2 separate regions of the Triticum aestivum genome follow, and region 1 is linked to region 2. The links are chromatin contacts, called in public Hi-C maps. All regions are on one chromosome and are shown on one strand. The core of a region is the stretch at or near the end of the contact, and the rest is flanking DNA. Distances in the headings are between cores, read along the strand shown.

What was found. Hi-C and Micro-C count contacts between places; a contact is called where the count stands out from the background.
Region 1: a Hi-C map of leaf shows a contact between it and region 2, with 3 times the contacts expected there. The contact joins the promoter of LOC123139538 here to the promoter of LOC123139531 in region 2. A contact is called at or near these places in 2 of 5 Hi-C or Micro-C datasets (both in leaf).

The regions. Positions count from the first base shown.
Region 1 is chr1B:577,870,911-577,877,308 of IWGSC CS RefSeq v2.1, reverse strand. It overlaps LOC123139538 (ubiquitin carboxyl-terminal hydrolase 25), which reads right to left and starts at 3,166. Exons shown (of 9, transcript XM_044559327.1): 1 at 2,626-3,166; 2 at 2,025-2,517; 3 at 1,379-1,454; 4 at 1,159-1,251. The coding sequence starts at 2,800.
Region 2 is chr1B:577,660,018-577,666,000 of IWGSC CS RefSeq v2.1, reverse strand. It overlaps LOC123139531 (protein FAR1-RELATED SEQUENCE 5), which reads left to right and starts at 3,162. Exons shown (of 2, transcript XM_044559323.1): 1 at 3,162-3,490; 2 at 3,936-5,983. The coding sequence starts at 3,458.

The sequences.
Region 1 (6,398 bases), core at 1,917-4,416, 210 kb before region 2:
AGAAACAATTTCCGAAGTCCGTTTGTATTTACCACTAAAGATTAAATAGAAGGGAGCACGCATAAATGGCGCCTTGAAGATTTTACAGGATACTTCAAACATTATTTTTACTGGGGTGCACTTCTATAGCTCGGTCGCATGTAACTAGATAAAAACTCTTCTATGGTTTTCCTTTCTGAGCCATGAAGTTTAACTTGTATCCAAGATTCCAAATCTGATCTGCATAACTCCAACTACGTCTACACCAACAAAATCATAAAGTCAGGAAACAAGAATGCTATCTTGTCACCGCAAAGAAACAAATAGAAATATAGCTAATGCATACTAAGAACAAATTAAGCTAGCACTTGGACACAGTTTATAAGATCATCATGCAAACAGACAGGTATGCTTTAGTTCAGATACATACAGTTCACAACCTTAAAGAGAGTTACTTATTAATCAGTATATTCCTTTTTTTGTCTGGGACAGAATCAGCAGCCTGGTTTCACCGAAGCAGAGAAGAAGCGCATAAGTAAAATAGAAGATAAGAGCTGGGTAATATCAAAACAGGACAGAAAGTTACTTCCCTACAATTACTTGGCTCTATCGAGTGTTCTGAGGAGATTTAGAAATTGCTAAAACAGTTATCAGAGCTCAAATTTGCTATGTGTAGTGATATACGTCTGCCTTTTTACACATTCAGGTTAATTTACCAATAGAAAAAAAATGCCAGGATCTGAGCAATTGTTGCTTCAACAATTACACTAGCTCAGACAGAACTTTCAGAACTAAGCAACACATCTTTTAAGATGAGCTTGATTGTTGTGAACTATGTTGTTTTCATCATTTTTCGTATTGTTTATTTCAAAATCATTCACGTAAAACTCACTGTTCATGATTTTGAACTTTGGTCCAGTGAACCAGAGAGTCAATCTAACCCATAATTCCTAAAGGAGTTCCGAGCTAACTAGAAACTGATGGTACCCTGTAATAACATAATCATAACAAAGTTGCATGGTAAAACTATATCAATCAACAAGGTAACATATGTGATCATGAGCAGCTGATTACATGCGGAGTATATTGCTTTCATGACTAGTTTTACATCCACAATATCGCCTACCTGGATAATGTCAACAGTACTCTAAACCACGTGACAATCAAACGGTATCATACCTGGTTTTTGTCATACATGAAGTCGGAAAGAACAAGACCTTCCTTGAACTCTATGTTCCTATTGATCTTCCCACCATGTATTCCATCGAACCTCTAATAGCAGTTCACCAAAAATGGAAACAGAAATAGATCATGAGCAATCCCTTTTAAGCATAACCCAAGTAAAATAGAAGAGATAAGTTCTTTGCACAATAAAGAAATCAGGGGAAAGATTTAGAACCTTGAGTTGTATAACAAGAACCTTAGGTGCCTTGAGTATGAACATTTGCTTCCGAGCTGAGGTGAGTTTCTTGCATCTGTAATACCAAAATCCACATTTCACAATTTAAATGCATGTTTGATAACAAAGGAAAAATATATAAGAATTCAAATGGATGCAACACCACAGGAATTGGATATACAGAGGAAGAGGGGGCGAATAGGTGAACGATGAGCGATAGAACAAACAAAAGAAATTGTAATCTGTCCACGAAATACTAAAACTACAAGACAATAGTGAAGCTTAATTAACTGCTCCACATATTTTAACATGTCAAGACTTTGCCCTCTCTCAGAAAACTCAAACACACTTTGCTCCCTGTTTATACTTGTATCCTCCAATTAGCCACCGAAGTACATGGATTGGTGATGGCCATCAAAAAGGAAGTTGACCATACATTTTTCCATAGGGATTCTCGCAACCAAAATGGGCGAGTGATGAAAATCCTTCCTGGCATGGAATCCTAATATTTCATCTGAAAATCTAGTGAACCGAACATACGTTTTCTCCAAAACATTTTTGCATTTCAATCTCATAGTAAATAGCAAAACCTAGTTGATTCTGAATATACATATTTTCCAGTAGTTGGGAAGACTCGGTATCATACCTTTCACAACTGTATTTGTTTGCACCCTCCAATACCTCAGGCTTGAAGAAGCATGTAAGGGCATCCCCAACAGAACTGGTCCCGAGCAGGTCGAGGCTGAGGTCCATGATCTCGTCGGTCTTGTTCGACTCCCCCTTGCACACAAGGCACTTCACCTGGCTGAGCAGCGCCCCGCCAAATGTCTCCCTCATCACCATACAGCTCCCCTGACCTCGGCCCTCCTCCGGGCCACAGTCTCCATTGGCAGTTACCACGGGGAGGCGCTTGCGTATGCGGAGGCAAGCAGTGTGACAGGCGTCTATGACGTAGCGCAGGAACTCGTGGGCGTCCTCCTGGCGCCCCCACCGGAAGTGCTCGGCAAAGAGCGGCAGGCTGCGGAGGACCTTCCCCGGCGAGTCCAGAGCCCCTGCCTCCGCCCGAAGCTGCCGCACAATCTGCCGCTCCAGCACGCAGAAGGCGCACTCCTTGTCCCTGTTGGGGAACACCTTTTTGCCTGTACAAAGCAAACGGACCGACATAAATATCGAATTAGCTTCTGACGGCGACGAATTGCAACAGATACAGATTAGAGCAGGGGGAAGCGGGAGCTAGGGTTTGGTACATAGATTGGAGTGGCGGGAGGCGAGGCAGAAGCTGGCGAGCGGAGGCGTGGAGGCGAGGCACTGGAGCACGCTGTTGAGGTAGCAGGTGTTGCCGAGGTTCTTGAGCCCGGGGGGCGGGCCCGAGCGCGGGCGCCGCGGCGGCGCCGCGGACGCCGGCTCCGCGGTGGGGGCCATCACCGGCCTCCGCTCCGTAGGGCTGGTGCGGCGCCGCCGCGGGGAAGCTGGACCACCACCTCCTCCTCCTCCTCTTCTCCACGTAGCACCGCCGCCGCCGCCGCCCACACCTCATCCGATCGCATCGCCCACCAGCGCGCGCCGCGGAGGAGTGGCCACCGTGGTGGTGGTGGCGGTGCTGGCGAGCTCTAGGGGGTCGGCGCGGCCGGCGAGCGGAGGCTGGGGCGGGAGCAAGGGCCGGGGCGCCCTCGAATCGGGGAGGGGGGCGACGGCGGCGGCGACGGGTGGAGGGGGCGAGAGACGTACGGACGGGGAGGGTGGGTTTCGTTTGTGTTCCCCTCGTGCGTGCTTCAAGGAAAGGGAAAGCCGCGGGTAGATGGGCTCGCGGCGAAGAGGTAGACCAGTCCGTCCCCGGTTTGGACAGGACTTCGCCTTTGGTGTCCGACCAGAACCGCGAGGAAATTCATAAAATTGACACTCTCTTCTCAAGTAAAAATTACTCATAGACCACCTAATACCGGAGCGAGCCGAAGGTGCACCGCCATCAACGTTCCTCCTTCACCAAAGTCGGGCAAACCTTACTGTAGTAGACAGTCGGAAAGTCGCCGTGCTAAGGCCTTACAGGACCAAACCGTCGCCGATGAAGAGAAGCGTAGATTAAAAGAATCCAATTTGTAGACACAGAAATACAGACGAACAAAGACCGAATCCATCTAGGTCCACCGAAGACAAACGCCGGCCCAATCCTGCGAGATCCGCCGAAGACAAACCTTCGCATGTTCTCCGACGATGTTAGAAGCACCGCCGGAGTAGGGGCTAGATAAGAAGAATCTCGTTCCATTTCCACAGAGTCTCCACCGCCTTGCTTTTGTGAGTAGGACACAAACACTAAGGGCGGTTTGGTTCCAGTTTGCAACAGTAGCTGCATTGCATATCCATCTCCAGTCAGCCTGATTCTTAAAATGCAGCCTCATATGCAAAAGATGCAACTTGTTTGGTTGTCTGCATCGCATGGAGGGGCACTTACCCCCCCCCCCCCCCCCCGTTGTTTGGTTGCCGTTTTTGTGCTTAGGGTGTGAGCAGATGCAAACTTCGGTTATTTGGTTGCAAGCATCGTTTGTGTTCTGCTCACCCCATTCAAATGTGGTGGCCTTACCACCACATAATCAGCACAACAGCAAGCACATATGAGATCAAACAAAACAAGCAACCAAATGAAATCAAACAAAGCAAGTAAGGAAATGACAGCAAACTACTTAAGATTAACAATGGAGCATCCTCCTTCCCTGCTCCACGTCAGGGTGCTGCTCCTGGCCAAAATATAAACAAGTTCTCAAAACAAGTACCATAAGTCTAGCCACACACCATAAAAGTTCAACACTAACACCTTACTTCACTACATTGCATGCTTAGTGTCACCAACGTAGTTGTGCCTGCTGCAACAAAACCTGCACATGACCGAGGAGTCGTGGTTGTAGATCTGAACCTTCAGTCCGAGTCCTGAGATGCGCATAACGACGAGGTCGCTGGGGACGATCCGATGGTGGCGGCAAAAGTAGTTCCAGCCCCGGCCAAGCACCATGTGCACCTCGAAGTTCTGGACCTGCACCCAGAACATGCACCGCTTGTTCGTCGACAGCCTGACCACGTGCAGGAGCCGCTTGATGACCAGCTAGGTGTTCATCATCTCCACGAACTTGCGAGGGACGACGAGCATGGCGAGGTCCTCCTTGTCCTTGATCTGCTAGTAGAAGCGCAGCAGCTCCCGGGCCCCCTCCTCGTGGCCCTGCCTCGGAGATCGTCCCCTTGAACGAGGCAGGCTCATGAAGGCGGTCCTGCCAGGCAGGTCCACCGTCCCGAGCCACCTGTTCGTGGGGATGAAATCCTTGGCGCCCTCAGCTCCGGCCACCACCTGAGCTCCTCCACCCGCCACATTCCAGTCACTCTTCAATATCTTGTCATCAGGTAAGATGACAAGTATTGGTGCACAAACTCTTTGCAAAATGGCACTGATCAAAGACATTTGCCCAAGAGCAAATGCCACTGATTAATGCATAAACTCTTTGCCAAATGCCACATATCAATGGCACTTGCTGTTGGGCATATGCCACTGATCAGTGGCACTTGCTGTTGGGCAAGTCCACTAATCAGTGGCAATCAATGGCACTTGATGTTGGGCAAATGCCACTGAGTGGTACTTGCCCATGAGCAAATGCCACTGATCAGTGACATCTGCTTTTCTGCAACTGCCACTCATTAGTGCACTATCCTAAGCATGGAAACATCTAAAAATAGCAACATGAAGTGCCAATAGCACTCATGTGCACCCATGCACATTTGGCAGCATCCTAAAATGGTCATACTACATGCACGTATAACAATCGACACAAACCCTAACTTGAACATGTATGTAGCAACATGAACAACAACATGAACATGAATACACCATTTGCATGAACACAGATCCTAGCAAGACCCTACCATGAACACAGATCCTAGCAAAGCACACTACCATTGGGGATTATAACATGAACACAACTACTAGCATGAACACATATCCTAGGACACAGTAGCAGTAGCAAAAGAAAATTATCCTAGGACACACAATGTAGGAAACAAGAACAGATCAGTTCGATTGGATTCGATTGGGATCGCATCCAATCGGATCTACTCGAATCCTATCTAATCCTATTAAATCCACTAAGTAATAACACATGCCTAAGAAATAAACCCCTAATCTACATCTACGCGCAACATTGAGGGGGTTTGACTCACCGGAGCTTGCACAGTCGCAGCGAACCGAGGCCGGGGTGAAAACCCCGGCGGGAAGGAGAGAGGTGGCAGAGCAGAGGAGGAGTCGGCCCTGGCGACGACCTGCGGCATCGGCCCCGTGCTCATGGCCACCAGTACAAAAAAATACACTTCCGTGATGATACGTGTTTGTCACAGTAGGTCACTTTTTTGTCATGCATGTACATCCATGACAATTTCATGACAGAATCAAGATAGTCATACCTGTGCTATCGTAGAAGTGTTCCATGACATTACCAAAATTATCATCACGGAAGTGTCCACTTTCATGACGATAAATCGTGTGTCATAGAAGTGCTTTTGTCAAGGGTGACTGACATGTGGCATCCACCGTAACGGGTCGCCGTTAAGCTATCGGGTCCGTTTTGGATCCGATAACCCGTTGTCGGTGTCAAAACCGGCGGATCTCGGGTAGGGGGTCCCAAGCAGTGCGTCTTAGGATCAATGGTAACAGGAGGCAAGGGACACAATGTTTACCCATGTTCGGGCCCTCTCGATGGAGGTAAAACCCTACTCCTGCTTGATTAATATTGATGATATGGGTAGTACAAGAGTTGATCTACCACGAGATCAGAGAGGCTAAACCCTAGAAGCTAGCCTATGGTATGATTGTTGTATATGTCTATCGACTAGCTTGGCCCCGGTTTATATAATGCACCAGAGGCCTAGGATAACAAGAGTCCTAGCTGAATACGCCGGTGGGGGAGGAGTCCTTGTCTTGATCGCCAAGTCTTGTGGATTCTTCCTTGTATGCGGCAGCTGTCCGGACTGGCCCATGAGTATACGG
Region 2 (5,983 bases), core at 1,913-4,412:
GTAAAATTCAAGGATGGATTGAAAAATTCCTGTCTACCGCAGGGAAGGAAGTCTTGGTCAAATCGGTCGCACAAGCAGTGCCGGTATACTCCATGTCATGTTTCAAGCTTCCAAGAGGCCTCTGTGAGCACCTCAACAAATTAATAAGGAAATTCTGGTGGGGCAGTAAGAATGGGCAGCGTAAACCCCATTGGGTCTCATGGCAAGAGATGACTAAACCAAAAACAATGGGAGGTTTGGGGTTCAAAGATTTCGAACTATTCAATTTGGCAATGTTAGCAAGACAGGCCTGTCGCTTACTATAATTCCCAGAGTCCTTATGTGCACGCTTACTGAAGAGCATCTATTATCCACAATCAACCATCCTCGAAGCTAATCTAGGGAGCCACCCTAGTCAGGTTTGGAGGGCTATAATTGAGGGGCGTGACACACTCAAACTTGGCCCGATCAAACGTATTGGCAATGGGGAAAGCACGAATATATGGGAGGATAATTGGCTGCCCAGAGAAGAGATGATGAGACCATATGGCTGCATCACCGCAAACCCTCCCGTGATGGTCTCAGAACTGTTGGACGCCACTTCGGCCTCATGGGATGTCAACAAGGTAAATGCCACGTTCTTGAGTTTTGATGCAAAGGTGATATCAAGTATCCCTTTATGTACTATGAATGTCCCAGATTTCTGGAGCTGGGCTCATGAGAGAAGGGGCCAATTTTCAGTTAAGTCTGCATACAATATGCTAGTAACAATCAAGCAAAGGAGAGAAGCATGGCTTTATGGATCAGCAGGGCCCTCAACATCTCGCGTGGAAGAGGGTTCTTGGAAAACATTGTGGAAAGTGGAGGTTCCTTCCAAAGTCCGTATGTTTCTGTGGAGACTGGCTAAGCAATCTCTACCAACGGAGGATGTGAGGGCGCACCGCAACATGTCTACTTCGAGCACATGCGGTTTCTGCGGGGCTCCAGATTCATGGCGCCACTCCCTCTGGAGTGTACTGTATCCAGATGCACGTGGGCTCTGGTGGACGAGGAACTTGCCTGTTCTCTGGTTGCGACTACTGAGATGAGAGCTAAGAGTTGGTTATTCAATCTAATGGATACTCTCTCTCACGAAAAACTTGTCCTCCTGACGGTAACACTCTGGGCGATCTGGTCGTCCAGAAGAAAGGCGATACATGAGGTGATCTTCCAGACTCCCCACGCTACACATGCATTCATAAATCGCTTCATCGCTGATGTCGACCAAGTACGGGTAGCCAAACCAACATCAAACGTTGCACCAAGGGTACAGCAAGCAGTTCCAAGACCAAGCGCGCCACCGGCCAACTATGCAAAAATCCATGTCGACGCAGCGGTTCGCGCTAACAGAGGCGGATCGGCTGTTGCTATTTGCCGGAACTCCCATGGAGCCTACCTAGGTAGCTCAGCTCTAGTTATTGCTGGTGTTTGTGACCCAGCAACACTAGAAGCCATAGCATGCCGGGAAGCAATTGCCTTCGCCCAGGATCTCGGTCTACAACAATTCATTGTATCTTCAGATTGCAAGCAAGTCATCGAGGATATTTCCAAAAGGAGCCAGGGTCCATATGGAGCCATTGTCGCGGAGATCAACTCTAGAGTTATTCCTTTTTCTTGTAATTTCATTTTCGAAAAGGCCAGTGCTAGGCGCCGGCGGACCGGCCCAAACTATCGTCCGGCCCGCACCTAGCCGTCAGATGCGCTCGTTTTTTAACCGTCTGATTATCTCGATGCAGGCATCTCCTTTCTTCTGCTTTTCTTTATCTGGTCAACGCGAGCAGGAAAAACAATTCCTTCCTCCTGCCTCTCAATATTCCCTCGACGCAGAACGTCTCTGCCCCAGCCACCGCGTGCGTGCGCTCAGGCGGGACGCGGCAGCACCCATCTCCTCTTCGCGTTACCGCTTGTCGCAGCAGCAGCCGCTCGTCGCCGGTCCCAGGCACCCAACTTTCCATGGTTTCATCTCGTCTTGGTTGTAGCTTCTACAGGACATGGTTGTAGCTTCTATCGGACATGGTTGTAGCAAAAAAAAACATTGCGTCGTCGCCGCCGGTTGTAGCTCGCCTCACAGGTCGTAAACACATGGTCGTCGTCATGGCACCAAATTTTATTACCGGCCGTAGCAAAAACTGTATGTGGTTGCAGCAAAAACAAAATGGTCGTCGCTGCCGAGTGTAGCTCGCCGCCGGGTGCATGTCGCTAGCGGCGCAATTGTCTCATGGTCGCAGCTTCCACTCTTCATCGTAGTAGCAAAAACACTTGCTGGTGGAAGCTTTGTGGGTTGCCAGTTGCAACAAAAATCGGTTCTCGGCATGTCGTCACCATAGAACAAACAAACGGTTGCAGCAAAAATAATTGCTGGTTCCAGCTCCAGCTCTGACCGTTTCCAGCAAATCCAGACACTGGTTCCAGCTCCTGACTTTAGCCGGTTGTAGCAAAATCACTAGATGATTCCACCTTAGTCAACAACCGGTTGCAGCTAAACAACTATTGGATCCAACTTCAGCTCTGCCTAGTTCAACCAAAAAATCAATAACATCGTAGCACGGCGTCTCCGACCAGCCATGGCAGCACCGGTGCCCCCCGTCGGTTGCTTCAGCACTTGGGGGCTTGGCTGTAGCACGGGGACGGGGGTGCGGCAAGGGAGACCTTTGGGATGTGTGACCGGCGTGCTGCAGAGATGGGGAAGGAAGAAAAATAGAGGAGCAGCAGGCGCACAGGAGCAACATGCCAACATGTATGGCGGGGGAGCGAGAGAGAAAAAAATGAAGATGCCGCGGGAGGAGCAAAGAATATGCGGGAGGTGGGAGAGGCATCGTGGATGGGGCCCACGTCCTATGTCTCGCTAACTGAATCCCTGGAAGGGATCTTGCGTGCGCACCAGAGTTGCACGGTTCCCTTCGATCGTACATACGCGATGTGGCCGGCCGAAGTTTCCGCCGGTGCGCCGGTTTCAAGCGTTTTCCTTCCGAAAATCGGTTAGTTAATGTAGAAGCTCATAGACTAGCAAGATTTGCTCTTTCCCTTTCTAAGGGACGTCATGAGTGGCTTGGCCAGCCCCATGACCAAGTTTGTACCCCACCTCTTGTGGACTTTGATTAATAAATTGGCTTTTCCCTAAAAAAAAAAGAAGAAACACAGAAGTTTGTCTCAAACAAAAAAAAAACTCATCAAAAAGGAAAAAAAAAAGGAGAACAGACACAGCGCTCCGGTCGCCGGCCGCAACGCCTGCCATCCTCCTCGACGGCGGCGGCAGCCATCTCATCGTCTTCCCCTCCCCGCGTCCAATCCCACCCTCCCATCTCCTTTCCCCTAGCAGCCGCCGCATAGAACACAGATCCGACTCCCCTCCCCTCCCCCGCCATGGAAATTTGGATCTAGACCTCCCCCTCGTCATCTCCTCCCCGCCCACAGCACGGTCGGGCGGCAGATACTCACGATGGATGGATACGCAATCATCTCCTCTGATCAGGTATGCACATGAATTTTTTCCTATGTATGTGTCAGGAAAAAGGCAGGTCATGCGCTGATTGTTCTGTTTGTCAGTTCTCCCATCAAGGCTTTGTTCTTCCAGCAGATTCCATACAAGTTAGGTTGCTGATAGATGTATCTCAATTTTTCTTCTTCTTGTGATAGAATTGAAGTGAAAATGAAGTTTGTGAAATTGCTGTAGGTTCTAGTGACAGGAAGGGTCATATAATATAATTGAACAAGTCAGGAAAAGAAATCGCAAACACATAGCGATTGTGGCCATTGGGCCTCAACCTGATGTTTGGAGAACCCAAAGAAAGAAAAAATTGGAACCCCAAAATAAAACGTATCTTGGGGCTAACTGGATGGCGAAGCTTGATCGAAAAATCTTACTAGTATATAGTATTTTCTAAGAGCTTGATATGTTTTTTTTTATTTGCATTCAGGAACAACCAGTAATCGGTGCAGATTGGAGTTCAGGGGCACTGTCAGATGAACTGGTGATACATGCAAACTCAGCGGACCTTTCACTGCAGCTTGCTGAAGAACAAAGCCAGTTACATGATATTATGGGAATCAATGAAATGCCAATTAATGACATAGGCAGTGCAAGTGATTCAGACGGCAGCTCTGGGAATGAGACAGATAAAGAACCAGGAAAGTACTTCTATCCTGGTTTTGAGGAGTTGGTTAATCCAAGACCACCAGAAGTTGGAATGAGATTCCCAACCCTTGAAGATGCGACCCGATACTATAGTGCACATGCTCTCCTGTCTGGTTTTGTGGCAATTAGGGGACCGAATTTTATGAGAAAGAAGTTCCACGTGGAATGCAACCGGAGCCGCAAATTGGCGCCATCTCAGGACCTGAAGAGGAAGAGGGAAGTATATTCTGTGAATAAGGCACAATGTGAGGCAAGGGCGGTCGTGAAGCCTGTTAAGGGGCAATGGGAGTACACATCAGTTCGGAGTGAGCACAACCATCCGTTATGTCCAAGCCCGTCACTCACAAAATTCTTCCTTAGCTGCAAACACATGTCAGCTGAAGAAAAATCGTTTTTAAGAGCTCTGCAACAAAGTAGTATACATCCCAAGAAAGCTATGAAGATCTTCAAGAGAATGAGAGGTATTTTGGGGAGCTTACCATTCAACACAAAAGATGCGAATACGTCACAGTGTGCAGAACAACAGGGAAAACCAAACTCGGACGTAGAAACAACAGTGAAGCATTTGAAGGAACTGGAGCTGCAAAACCCATGTGTTTCCATCACCATGCAAACAGATGAAGATAGCATAGTCAGGAGTCTTTTCTGGACTGATGCAAGGTCGAGGCTTGATTATGAGATCTTCGGAGATGTCTTATCATTTGATACCACCTATAGCACAATTAGTCACAATATGCTTTTCACTTCTATCAGTGGAATGAATGAGCATGGAAGAACTCTCGTGTTTGGATACGCCTTGCTACAGGATCAGAAAGCTGAAACCTTCAAATGGATGTTCCAAACATTCCTCCATGTAATGGGAGGGAAAATGCCAAGAGCAATCATAACAGACCAGGATGAAGCTATAGCAAAAGCAATTTCGGAGGTTATGCCACAAGTAAAGCACAGGTTCTGTAAGTTCCACGTAATGAGGAAAGCACGGGAAAAGCTTGGAGGTTTCATAGCAGCAAGAGGTAACATAAATTCAGAGTTGCATGCCCTAGTTAACAACTCTCTAACAGAAACAGAATTTGAGGAAGGATGGGCTGCGCTGATTGAGAGATACAGTGCAAGTGAAAATGAGTACCTGCAACTCCTGTGGGAAACAAGGAAAGAGTGGGTGCCTGTTTATTTCAGAGAAGATTTATATCCATTTGTGGAAACGACTGGATGTTGCGAGGGGGCAAACTCATTATTCAAGGACTATGTGCTTCCTAAGGACAGAATAGAGAAGTTCCTTGAAAGATATGAAGACGTACAAGAGAGGATAATGGAAACAGATGATGAAGATAGGCTGCAATCAAGAACTGAACCTTCATGTTTCTCAATGCAGCCAATAGAAAAGCATGCAGCACGCATTTACACAAGGCAGATATTTCTGAAAGTGCAGAGGGAGCTACTCCATTCTACAGCATTCAACGTGCAGGAGATACAGACGGGGACAGTGTACAGACTGGAAAAGGTGTCCGCCTACGAGAACCCAGAGTTTGACAGAAATTCCTTCGAGCTGTTAGTCGAGCCCAGCACCAATGCAATCAAATGCGAATGTGCAAAGTTCACTAGGGATGGTATACCGTGCTGCCACATATTCAGACTTTTCACACAGTTTGGGGTCAATGAAATACCAGGGCAATACATAGTGCCCAGGTGGACTGCCAAATTTAAAGAAGAGCAGATGAAACAGTACAGGGAGAAATGCTTGGACAGCCCTGGCATAGACCAATCAGAAAATACCATGAGGTATGCAATGCTGCTGAGTAAAGTAGCTGACATTGGCAAAGAAATATGCGG